Regions from separate parts of the Capsicum annuum genome. Here region 1 is linked to region 2. Evidence: chromatin contacts called from public Hi-C data. All regions are on one chromosome and are shown on one strand. The core of a region is the stretch at or near the end of the contact, and the rest is flanking DNA. Distances in the headings are between cores, read along the strand shown.

Region 1 (5,474 bases), core at 1,462-3,961, 160 kb before region 2:
TCATACGGTGATTGAAGGATAAATTGATGCAAATTGAATGACCGAATTGAATGAAGTAAAATCTATGTTAGGATATATATTTACTTTACGTGGAGGAGCAGACTCTTGAAAATCATCCAAACAGACATATATTGCTCGCTCTATAATGGAATCTAAATTTATCGCGTTAGATAAAATCGATGACGAAGCTGAATGGCTCAGAAATTTCTTGAAAGATATTCCTTATTGGCCCAAATCTTTAGCACCAGTATCCATACAATGTGATAGTCAAGCGGTAATAGGTAGGATAAAGAGCATGATGTATAACAGTAAATCTCATCGCATTAAACGGAGACATAATACCATTAGAGAATTATTCTCTAGTGAAATTATCACGATTGACTATGTGAAGTCAAAGAATAATGAGTTGGATATACTTACAAAAGGCCTAACTAGAGAGGAAGTTGAAAGATCATCGAAGGGAATGGGTTTACAACCTATGATAAATCACCATGGCGATAACTCTACCTAGCAGGTTGGAGATCCCAAGAGCTAGGTTCATGGAGATAAAACAAAGTTGTGATTGACGGCTCAACTTTGTCAATTAACTCAATCCATTCTCATGATGAAGACAATGTTTAGGAAATAAGGATAAGACTTATGGTTTTAAGCTTTTTAATGGTTTCTAAGTTAGGCAGATTTGACCAAATAGTTTGATCCTAAGTTGCTTGAACTCTAGAAAAATGTTGCCGCACCCATGTCAGATTCCTCAAAATTACAATATATCTAAAGGATCCGACATGCATCCGTTGATATTTTTAAAGAGTCCGAGCAACATAGGTTTGATCTATTGGATTAAACATTTAGGAATCACATATGTGAGGGTGAAGCGGAAGCCACTTCAAGGAGAATGATAGTAAAGCATATTTTCTAAGCTCTCATGAAACAAGGTAGTGTTCATGGATGAAAAGAACAAAACCGTGAGAACCATAAAAGATAAAAGATTGGTTGTGTGACTTGTGTTGTATAAGAGTACATTAAAGTTGACGGTTCAAAGACATCACATCTACCGATTGACCGAATCGGTCCAATGCAAGTTCACTACGGAAAGTTCAAAGGAAAACCTACTTATCCAGATGCAATTAGTCTTTGCTTGTAGATCACACACGTGGCCATATATTTTTTGATGAAATAGTCATTCTCCATTCATGTGGGAATTGTTGGGTTCTAAGTGAAAGTGAATGGGAAACGAAGGGAAAAGTGAAGTTTTATAAAAGAAATGTTCTCCCACATTGGTGGGAGAAAGGAAAATCCTTGTGCTTAAGTATAAAAGCACTCCTTCATGTGTATAATGAGGCAAAAACAAGACAAGACTCGCGCCGTCGTCATTGTCGCTCGCTCGGCTCGGCTTTGACTTCAGATTTGGATTTGAATTCGAATTTGTCAAATGATCGATCTAGAGATTATCTTTGTGGACAAAATTCATTTAAAATTTGATAATTAGTGATGTTTTAATCCAAAAATTTGATAGAAAAATTTTCTCCATTTGCGAATGCACCTGAGCATGTACAGACGGATGTCACAATGCACCTCGAAGGGACACGACCCTCAAGACACAGTTTAATAATGAAAAAGACAACCTGCACGTGCACGGTGACCTGCAAAAGCAGGTGCCAATGCAAGCCAAGCCAGAACATTCTGGGTTTGTGCCAAAAGCCGACCTGCGGCCGCGTGTGGCCCCTCTGCGGCCGCAAGTGACACGGTGATCAAAACAATGCATCTTTTCAAGAACCATTGCATCCTTTCTGAAGCACCACCTTTTGGCTATAAATACCTAATTTTTTCCTTAGATAATAACACAAAATTTTGAAGAAAAAACACTCTTTTCTTCTTGAAAAACTCAAGTATGATCTACAATCGTTGAGTGAATTTGTAGTTCGGCAAATTTGAGGTACCACTATTCGCTGAAGTGAATCATTATATCCTAGGAGGATATATTCCATTAACCTCGGGTACTTGAGGGGAATAAATTCCTTAAGGACACACCGTGAATTCAGTGGACTTGATTCTTTCTGTCCTCATCTCTTTCTAAACGTTGGTTTTACTATTTTTTCAGAAAATAGTTTGAACTTCATTTTGATAGTTCATAAATTATTTGAACTTGTGTTCGAAGTTAAAAAGTTCTTTAACTTCATAGTTCATAAGTTGTTTGAACTTGTGTTTGAAGTCCTTGTGGATTGATACAGATTTTATACCCGGAAAACAACATATATAACCTCGGACTTCCCAATTCAATAGTTAGTTTTGAGGTACGGTTCTCCCAAATTTTTCTTAAATGCATGTGGACTAAAAAAGTCAAAAATAAGCAATTAATACATTAAAAATAGAAAAAAAATCAAAAAATTAATAAAACAAAAAGCAATACACAATGTAAAACTAACAAAAAACACCAATGCACATCACTGCAAAGTAAAAAAAAATGAAAATTAGCGAAGACGGAGGAAAACAGAGTAAGATAAAACGCACCTCGGTGAACAAAATTGCTTTGCTTACTGTGTTAGGGTTTTCGAGCAGCGATTCAGCAAAATGCTTCTGGAAGTTTCTAGAATCTTTTGTTTCTCCGCTGTTCTCACACAGTACTACGTGAGAAACATTGGAGGGAAAGACCAAACAAAAAATACAAAAAATAAAAAGTATTGAGTCAATATACAATATGCTTCACGCCAATTTTGTTTTCTTTTTTATTTGTTTCTTTTTCTGCTTCTTATTGGGTTTAATAAAACTAAAAATTATATAAATACACAATTTATGTTTTTAATATTATAAAAAATTTCAACTCCCTAAATATATTATAAAAATTTCAACATATACACAGAATATTATATATATATCGGTTATGTTATGTATATTAATAGAAAAAGAGAGTAAAGTAATTAAAAAAGTGGGAGAGAGTTCAAATGGGTCGGTATTTATGTTATTTATACATAAAAAGGAATTTTAGTCTCCTACAAGGACCACTATAAGCTTATTTGTGCTTTAAGATCACAACCGCAAAGAAGTTTTCACAAGACTTGGTGATTAGTAGGGGTAATTTTGTCATTTAATTTATATATTTTATTGTGCTGAAATGTTAAATAATTTTTTTATAGTAAAAGAATCCCTCGAATTCAAAATAAGTATGATAGAAATTTATTAAATAATTTAATTTGTTTAAATATCACAAAAAGTATCTCTTTTCAGAAGCGAAGCTAAACCAAGTATACATCCTTCGTTATGAAATTATATAGAACGTATCGGCCAAAAATTATTGTATAGCAACATATATAATGCGAGTAAGGTAATAAAAAAGAAAGTAAAAGGGTTCTTCTTTCTTTTATCACTTAGGAGGCATGCGAGATGAAAGTCTCATGCACGATTTTGAATGAGAGAAAGAAGTGAGGAATACTCTGTTCGACGTGGGCTCTTCCACCCCAGTCATTATTTTTTATTTTCGTTATTTTAAAAGTAGCTGCATTAGCTTGAGTCACTCGAATTTTTAATATTTCTTTTTATTTCTCATCAAATGAATGACATTTTATTAGCATTATATTTGAAAATGTCATTGCTATTACTTAAGCAAACATGAAACGAATGCTTGCATATTCGTCCATAGGCTTTCACTTTTGCACACTCCTATCATGGTCAGAGCAGTTGGCACATTGGTAGAGTGCAATTTATAGTGTTTGTGAGGTCTGAGGTTTTAAATTCACTAGCTTGATTTCTTAAAGTTCCTTTCTTACTTCTCTCTCACGACTCCTCTCCTCAACCAAAGTTATCTCTTACTTTCTTCTTTAGGAAACTTTCATTTAATTGGAACTTTCATGGTCCATTTATTTATAATTTATTTAGCCAAACTTCTAAAATCAACTAACTTTAAATAAGTATTTTTTAAAGAGCTTTTCAAAAAGGTATTTTTGGTGACAAGCAATTTGTGTTTGACCAATAACTTTTTTAAAAAAATTCTTGAGCAGCAATTAGTATTTGATCAAACTTTTAAAATTGTTTTTAAGTATATTTTTTCAAAAGTGCTTTTAGGGAAAACTACTTTTTTTAACTTATGATTTTTTTCTTTACTTCCCGTAAACGCATATTTTCTTTCATAAGCTTGATTTGTAAGAAAACTTTAAAGAATTCACCCAATATCGCATGTAAATCATTAGAGAGAGATTTGAACTAGAAGAATAGTAAGAACAGTAACCTTGTTCCATTGCAAATAACTTGATTTTAAAGATTTTTTTTTTTTTTTTTGTAATCAGTTGTATGATCTTCTAAGCTTTAATATGCATTCTATAATCTTTTCTAAGATGGGGTAGAGAAAGAAAAAATTGCTTACAAACTTAGGGACCATGATTTTATAATCTGACTCTTCTAAAAGGCACCATTTAATTATACCTCTTTAGAAGAGGTGTTTTTTCAATTATACTTCTTCAGAAGAGGTATCTTTTCAACTAAGTTTCCATCACACTTATGAAAAGGTCCATGAGATTTAATTTATCCAAAATAAATCGATACTAATTAGATATTTATGTTTTAGGCCCAAATACGTTAATACTTTATGAGATCATAAATTGGTTTTCTTTAGAGATAGCATATCTATGTATAATATATTGATATATGAGTTCACAAGATAGAAAATTACTAATAATCTCCCACTTGAACCACATATATTAATAAATAATCATACATAGGTGAACCTTTAGTGCGCATAAATATTTACTATCTTGATTTAAATATCTCAAAATAATCTGTCCCATCAATACTATTAATATAGGATCAAAGCAGTCTTTGTAACATATATTCGAAACAAAACCCATTAATGGTCAAAAATATCAACAATACTAATGACATAGATCAGATACAAAAATTACATGTAAAATGATCTAAGTCATGTCTATTCCCAAATGGTCCTACCTTATGACTTTAATAGTCCAAAATCACTTTCTTATACCTTATGCATACTGCAATAGAAAATTAAGATCTTTACTTTTCAGAGTTATCAATAAACACACGAAATTCAAAGTTTTCATAAAACTTGAGTCAGTATAGAAAATAAACTTTAACATATCAATAGCAAAAATAAAATAACAAACTCCCACTAAAATGACTCATCATCAAATTTGACAACACCGATATGAGCCACATGTTCGTGAAACACTTTAGGTGGCAAATCTTTCGTGAGCGAATCCGCAATCATCAAGTTTTTACTAATATACTCAATCGACACGAGACGACTCTGAACCCTTTTCTTTCACAACCAAATATTTAATGTCTATATGCTTTGACTTTGGCGGACTTCGGTTATTCTTCGAATATAACTCAACAAATTTATTATCACAATAAATTTTCAATGGTTTTTCTTTGCCACCAACTATTTGCATTCTAGTGATAAAATTTCTTAGCTATATTCCTTGATTTGATGCTTTACAACAGGCCACAAATTCGGCTTTCATTGTAGA
Region 2 (5,290 bases), core at 2,530-5,029:
CATTAAGCACTTCCCAAAGGAGCAATGTATCTATCTCAATTATAATTCAGTGAACATTACGCCTGGAAATATATTCACATAGGCCTTACATGATTCAATTTGCTCTATATGACAGGGTCAAGAAAAATGATTGGATATCGAGAATCATCAGTCAATCATCAGCTGTAGAGATTTAGCATTTATCCCTGATGAGCCTTTCAGAACAAGGTATAAGCTATATATCCTGGAGCATACCCCTGAGGTGGAGGCTCAGCATTGAGAAAAGATCATAGAGGAGAGTGGAAGAACAAAGTTTGTTTCCCTAAAGGAACGAAGGTGAGCGCTCCAGTGAATAGTGAGATAGAATAGCAGAGTACAAGTACATATGAAAATTTATCACCACCACATTTTCTAATATAAGAATATCAAAATGTAAAATAATAAATATTCAACCTTAATTATTTTGTGAACAGTATAATCCTATTACAAACAGAAATTAACATCAATGCACCTTGACTTCTTCATCTCAAAGAATACAAAGCAACAAGCATCAAGCTGTTAAGCACGACCAAACCGTAGGACTAATTTATCTTCAGAACAGCAAATCCACACAGCAAACTACCTTTGTAAATACACACACAGCAATCAGAAGATTTCCCAGAATTTAATTCGAAGCACACATGGATGACAAATTTGTAGATTTGTTGTCCTCACAAATTACTATTCCTTTGTAAATATACTCACACTAGCAATCAGAAGATTTCCCAGAATTTAATTGAAGCACACGGATGACAAATTTGAAGATTGCTGTCCTCACAAATTACTATACCTGCTAATATGTTGCGCCGGTTGAAACGTCTGAACACCTCCCTCATGCCTTTAAGCTGCCAACGCGTTCTCCTAACTGCAATTGGTTGTGTCTAAGACAGCCTGTGCATACCCGTCTATTCCATTAGGTACATGCATCCTCTTTCTGCAGAGTTTCAAACCCTGGCGTCCTATGGTCTTCGTTCCAGTATCATTGAGCACTAGACTACATCCTTTGGTGTGGAGACATTTTACAATAGGAACCAGTGCGTGAGGGGGCACCACGACAGATTAAACTACATATGCAGTTTGTGGAGTGCTTATTCACTTCTTTCTGCCTTTGTGCTGCCAACATCTTTTATTACCTTCCGAAGGTTTCCTTCTGCAAAAAGAACCATTATGCAAGGTTGCTCCACAAGTTGGATAATGGTTGACTGCTGGAGTGTCTATATTCCAATGCTTTTTTCCACTGCTAATTTTGGCAGCTGAACCTGCAAATACACTTGGTATTTCAGATCCTAATTGCTTAGAAATGGGCTCTTTAACCCTCATACCCTTATGTCCTTCACAGCGCTTTCTTCCTACTGCAGGTTGCCGGGTGCAGAAACTACCGTCATTTAAATGAACTCCACATATGACATTGTGGTTATGGTGGATAAGAGAACTGGAGAAATGTTGAAACTGTTGTATATCAGTTCTACTAGATAAGATCTGTTGATAGTCCTTACTAGAAGAAGTCCTGTATTCCAGTATCGGATTGTAGGTCGACCGGCCAATTTTGTCTGTCATTGTCTGAGAAACGAAGCCCCGATTTCTCCTTCCCTTGTGTTCTAGACATCTTTTGTTTCCCTGGAATGGTTTTCTTGCACAAGGAGAACCACAGTCCAAGATAAAACCACAAATTGGAGCATTTTCTTCACCTCTACTTTCGCAAGGTCTTGTGCTCTCATTTCCTTCTGCAATCAACTTCGAATTTACACTGTTTACCTTCATTCCCTTGTGCTCAGCACATCTTTTATTTCCTGCTATTGGAGGCCTTATGCAAACAGATCCATGACCTAAAGCCACACCACAAATAGTATTTGGATCGTCATTTACACCAAAACTAAATGAAACTATCCTTGGCTGAGATCGCCCAAATTTGAATACTTGGGGAAGGAAGTTGGTGTTTTTGAAGCTATCATGAAAATCAGATCCATTCTTCAATAAAAGGGGCTTGCACGCTTTGATTCTGACGCCCTTTTGTTTCTCAAGGGACAATTGAAGCTTCCTAATGAAAGCAGGAAGATGAGTTGCTCTTGAAATGCTATCAAGCTTGCAGAGGACATCATTGTGGCGACGTACACCATTACTGCCTTTATTCCAAGCATAATCAAATTTGTCGAGCAGCTGGGCTTCAGTTCTCTCAGCATCTTTATTGTTGTTTGTCTGTTAAATATTAAGAAACATTACCAAAACCTATTAAGGTTCATAGTAACTGAGGTACTTCAGGTACAAGTCAATACTGCATGCAATTACTTTTGCTGAAACATGCTTTAATGTGCAACTACATGGGTGGCAGACAGCTCACTTGTCCTTTTAGTGTATCCATCTATAGCTTAGGGAAAGAACATAATAGTCGTAATTATCAACAAGATCACAGAGTAATACTAGGAGAGCTTTAATCGGAATGCCAAATAGACTGACGAGCGAGTAACTACTAATTGCAATTTTCCGTTTAGGAAAGTAACATTAGAAAATCTTGCTTCACAATATCAAAGAAAGAAAAAACACTTTTACTTATAACTCGCATGAGTGAGTGAAAACAAACTCTTTGCATTTCAATATGTAACAGGAAACCAGAAATTAACAAGTTACTTAACACTGAAGATAGGAGAAATATATACTTACAGGCGCCCACCGGTAAACAATAGAGAAGCCTCTTGCGAATGTTTCTGTAAATAATCCTGCTCTCTTTGAAGCAGATATAATTTCATTGTCGTGCAGCTCACTATTCGAGCAACCATTCTCTAAATGAGCACCTTCACGGCCATATCGCTGCAGCCTAATCCTAACACTGTCAGATTTTCCAACATACACAGGAACAATATGATCAGGGTCAAGTCTGGTAGATCGGAGCCATGGCACAGCTATTCCCAATTCATAAACTCCAGAGCACGAGGTGCAGTTTGGCAGGTTCTGAGTCCTATATTTCTCTGCGCCTTCCTTCCCCAGTAAATGATCTTCCCAATCATTAGGGCCAATTAAAATCTGGCAGTAAAACACTCATGATGAATCAGAAGAACAATAGGTAAGTCGCTAGTATCAATTAATTTATCTTTCCAGCTTGGAGAAAGAGATTTGTGCTTTGACACATTTTCTCCAACCATGTAGATTCTTTTGTCATTTTTGTACATAGGAGGAAGACCCAAATTTATTTATTTTCTGTTATGGGATACTGTTCATAAAAAATTATTTTACTTCATTAAACGGCTAGGAAAGGGAGGGGAGGGAAGCTCCAGATGTAAATCTAAGCAACAAAAGTTAGATCTGGAAGTTAATGAAATCCGCAACATTTCAAACAATTACTATATCAAACAATTAACGAGAAAAAGAGCTTGGATGGAACCTTCCAATCGGAGAAAGCTTGATCGTGTTTAGTGCGCTTACAGTCTTCTCTTTTGAGACGAATGATTAAGGATCTGTCAGCAGATGCCATTGAGCTCTGCAGCAGCGGCTGCACTCACGTTATTCACTATTTTATCCGGGGGAATATTTACCCAACATACAACCTAGCTCAATAAATGACCTCAGCTTTAATGGAAAATTGTCTAATGATAAAATTTCTAGTGAAAAAAGGCAAAATATGTTCCTTCAGTTCGCTTTTAGTTGTCACAATACTTTTTGTGTTGAGAGTTAGGAATTAGGTGAATTGACAATTGATAGCTAACTAATAGCTAGTTGTAAGGGTAATTAGTTATACATTTTCTTCAGTAATGAGAACAATTTTTTTCTCCTTCTAGTTTATCCTTTTCTATTATTTTTGTAGTTTTTTAACATGGTATTAGAGCCAACAATGGTGATTCAAGTTGATTTCATCTATTTCCGTTAAATTCCTCTTTCTCCGGCCTTCATTTCTTCACTCGCCCAAATTATTCTGCATTTTATTGATTATATTTGTTATTTCTCCAGTTTTTCTCGATCTATTTGGTGTTCATTCATGGCGATTGGCAATAGTTCCTCTTCTGCTGATGGTGTTGATGCTAGTGGATCACAACAAGCAGCAAATTCTCAATCACCTGCAGTTTTTTATTCGTTTAATCCTCTGTTTTTACAATCATCCGATGTTCCTAGTGTTAATCTAGCTTATTGTGTTCTCACTGGTATGGAGAACTACACCTTCTGGAGAAAATCAATGAGCATTGCTTTACTTGAAGAGAACAAAATTGGTTTTGTATATGGTACATGCAAAAAGGAGATGTATGATGGTCAAATGTATACTAGTGGGAGCATGTGAATGTGATTGTGCTTTCCTGGATCATGAGCTCAGTTTTGAAGGATTTAGTGAATGGAATTGTGTATTCTTCCAATGCTCACAAAGTTTGAATGTATCTCAAAGAATGTTTTGATAAGGTGAATGCTACCAAAATCTATCATATGCACAGCCGAACTGCTACACTTGTTCAAGGTACATCTACTGTTTTTGCCTGTTTCTCGAAATTGAGTGAGCTTTGGGAAGAATATGAATCCCTGGTACCTCCCCCCATGAGTACATGTGATACATCTCGCGAATTCATTAGTAATTTGGAGAAGCAAAAACTTATGCAATTCTTAGTAGGGTTGAATGAGCATTATAATCAGTCTAGGAGCCAAATCTTAATGATGACACCCACTCCTTCCGTAAATCAAGCCTATTCTCTGATTATTCATGAGAAGGTCAACGTGCACACTTAAACACAAACTCATCAGTTTTACACTGTGAAGAGGGTGAATCCCAGCTTTGAATGTGTCCACCAGTTCACGAAGCATAGCTAGCTTGAAACAGAAACACGCACTACCCTCTCATTTTAAGGAAGGGGACTTATTAGTCACATGAGCTGTTGTAGCAAACTTACAAAAGGCAACACTACTTACAACTTGCGAATGAAGAGAACTTCTGGTGTTCAATGTGTTTTTTATCATCTCAGAGGACATACTAAGGATCAGTGTTACAAACTTATTGTATATCCATCTAACTTCAAATTCACCAAAATAGGGAGAGAGAACAACATGGATCCATAAGGAAGTAACTATAATAGTTCTGGTTTTAGAAGTGCACCATGTCAAAGAAATGGTGGCTATAGTGCTCATAGTGCTAATGTGAATTATAATAATGAATATGGGTACAAAGCTCCTGCAAATCAACCTGGGCAACAGTCATTCACAACTAGGGGTGGACGTTCGGTATTCGGTTCGGTATTTTTAAAGTTTGGATTTGGTAATTCGGTAATCGATATTTGAACATAGATACCACATACCATACTTA

Evidence for each region. Hi-C and Micro-C count contacts between places; a contact is called where the count stands out from the background.
Region 1: a contact with region 2 is called in a Hi-C map of leaf, with 1.8 times the contacts expected there. The contact joins the promoter of LOC107878200 here to the promoter of LOC107878199 in region 2.

The regions. Positions count from the first base shown.
Region 1 is chr7:183,989,643-183,995,116 of UCD10Xv1.1, reverse strand. It overlaps LOC107878200 (protein argonaute 16), which reads right to left and starts at 2,711. Exons shown (of 23, transcript XM_016725122.2): 1 at 2,506-2,711.
Region 2 is chr7:183,830,924-183,836,213 of UCD10Xv1.1, reverse strand. LOC107878199 (protein EFFECTOR OF TRANSCRIPTION 2) reads right to left here and starts at 3,779. Exons shown (of 3, transcript XM_016725121.2): 1 at 3,395-3,779; 2 at 2,677-3,036; 3 at 413-2,214. The coding sequence starts at 3,484. The coding sequence ends at 1,111.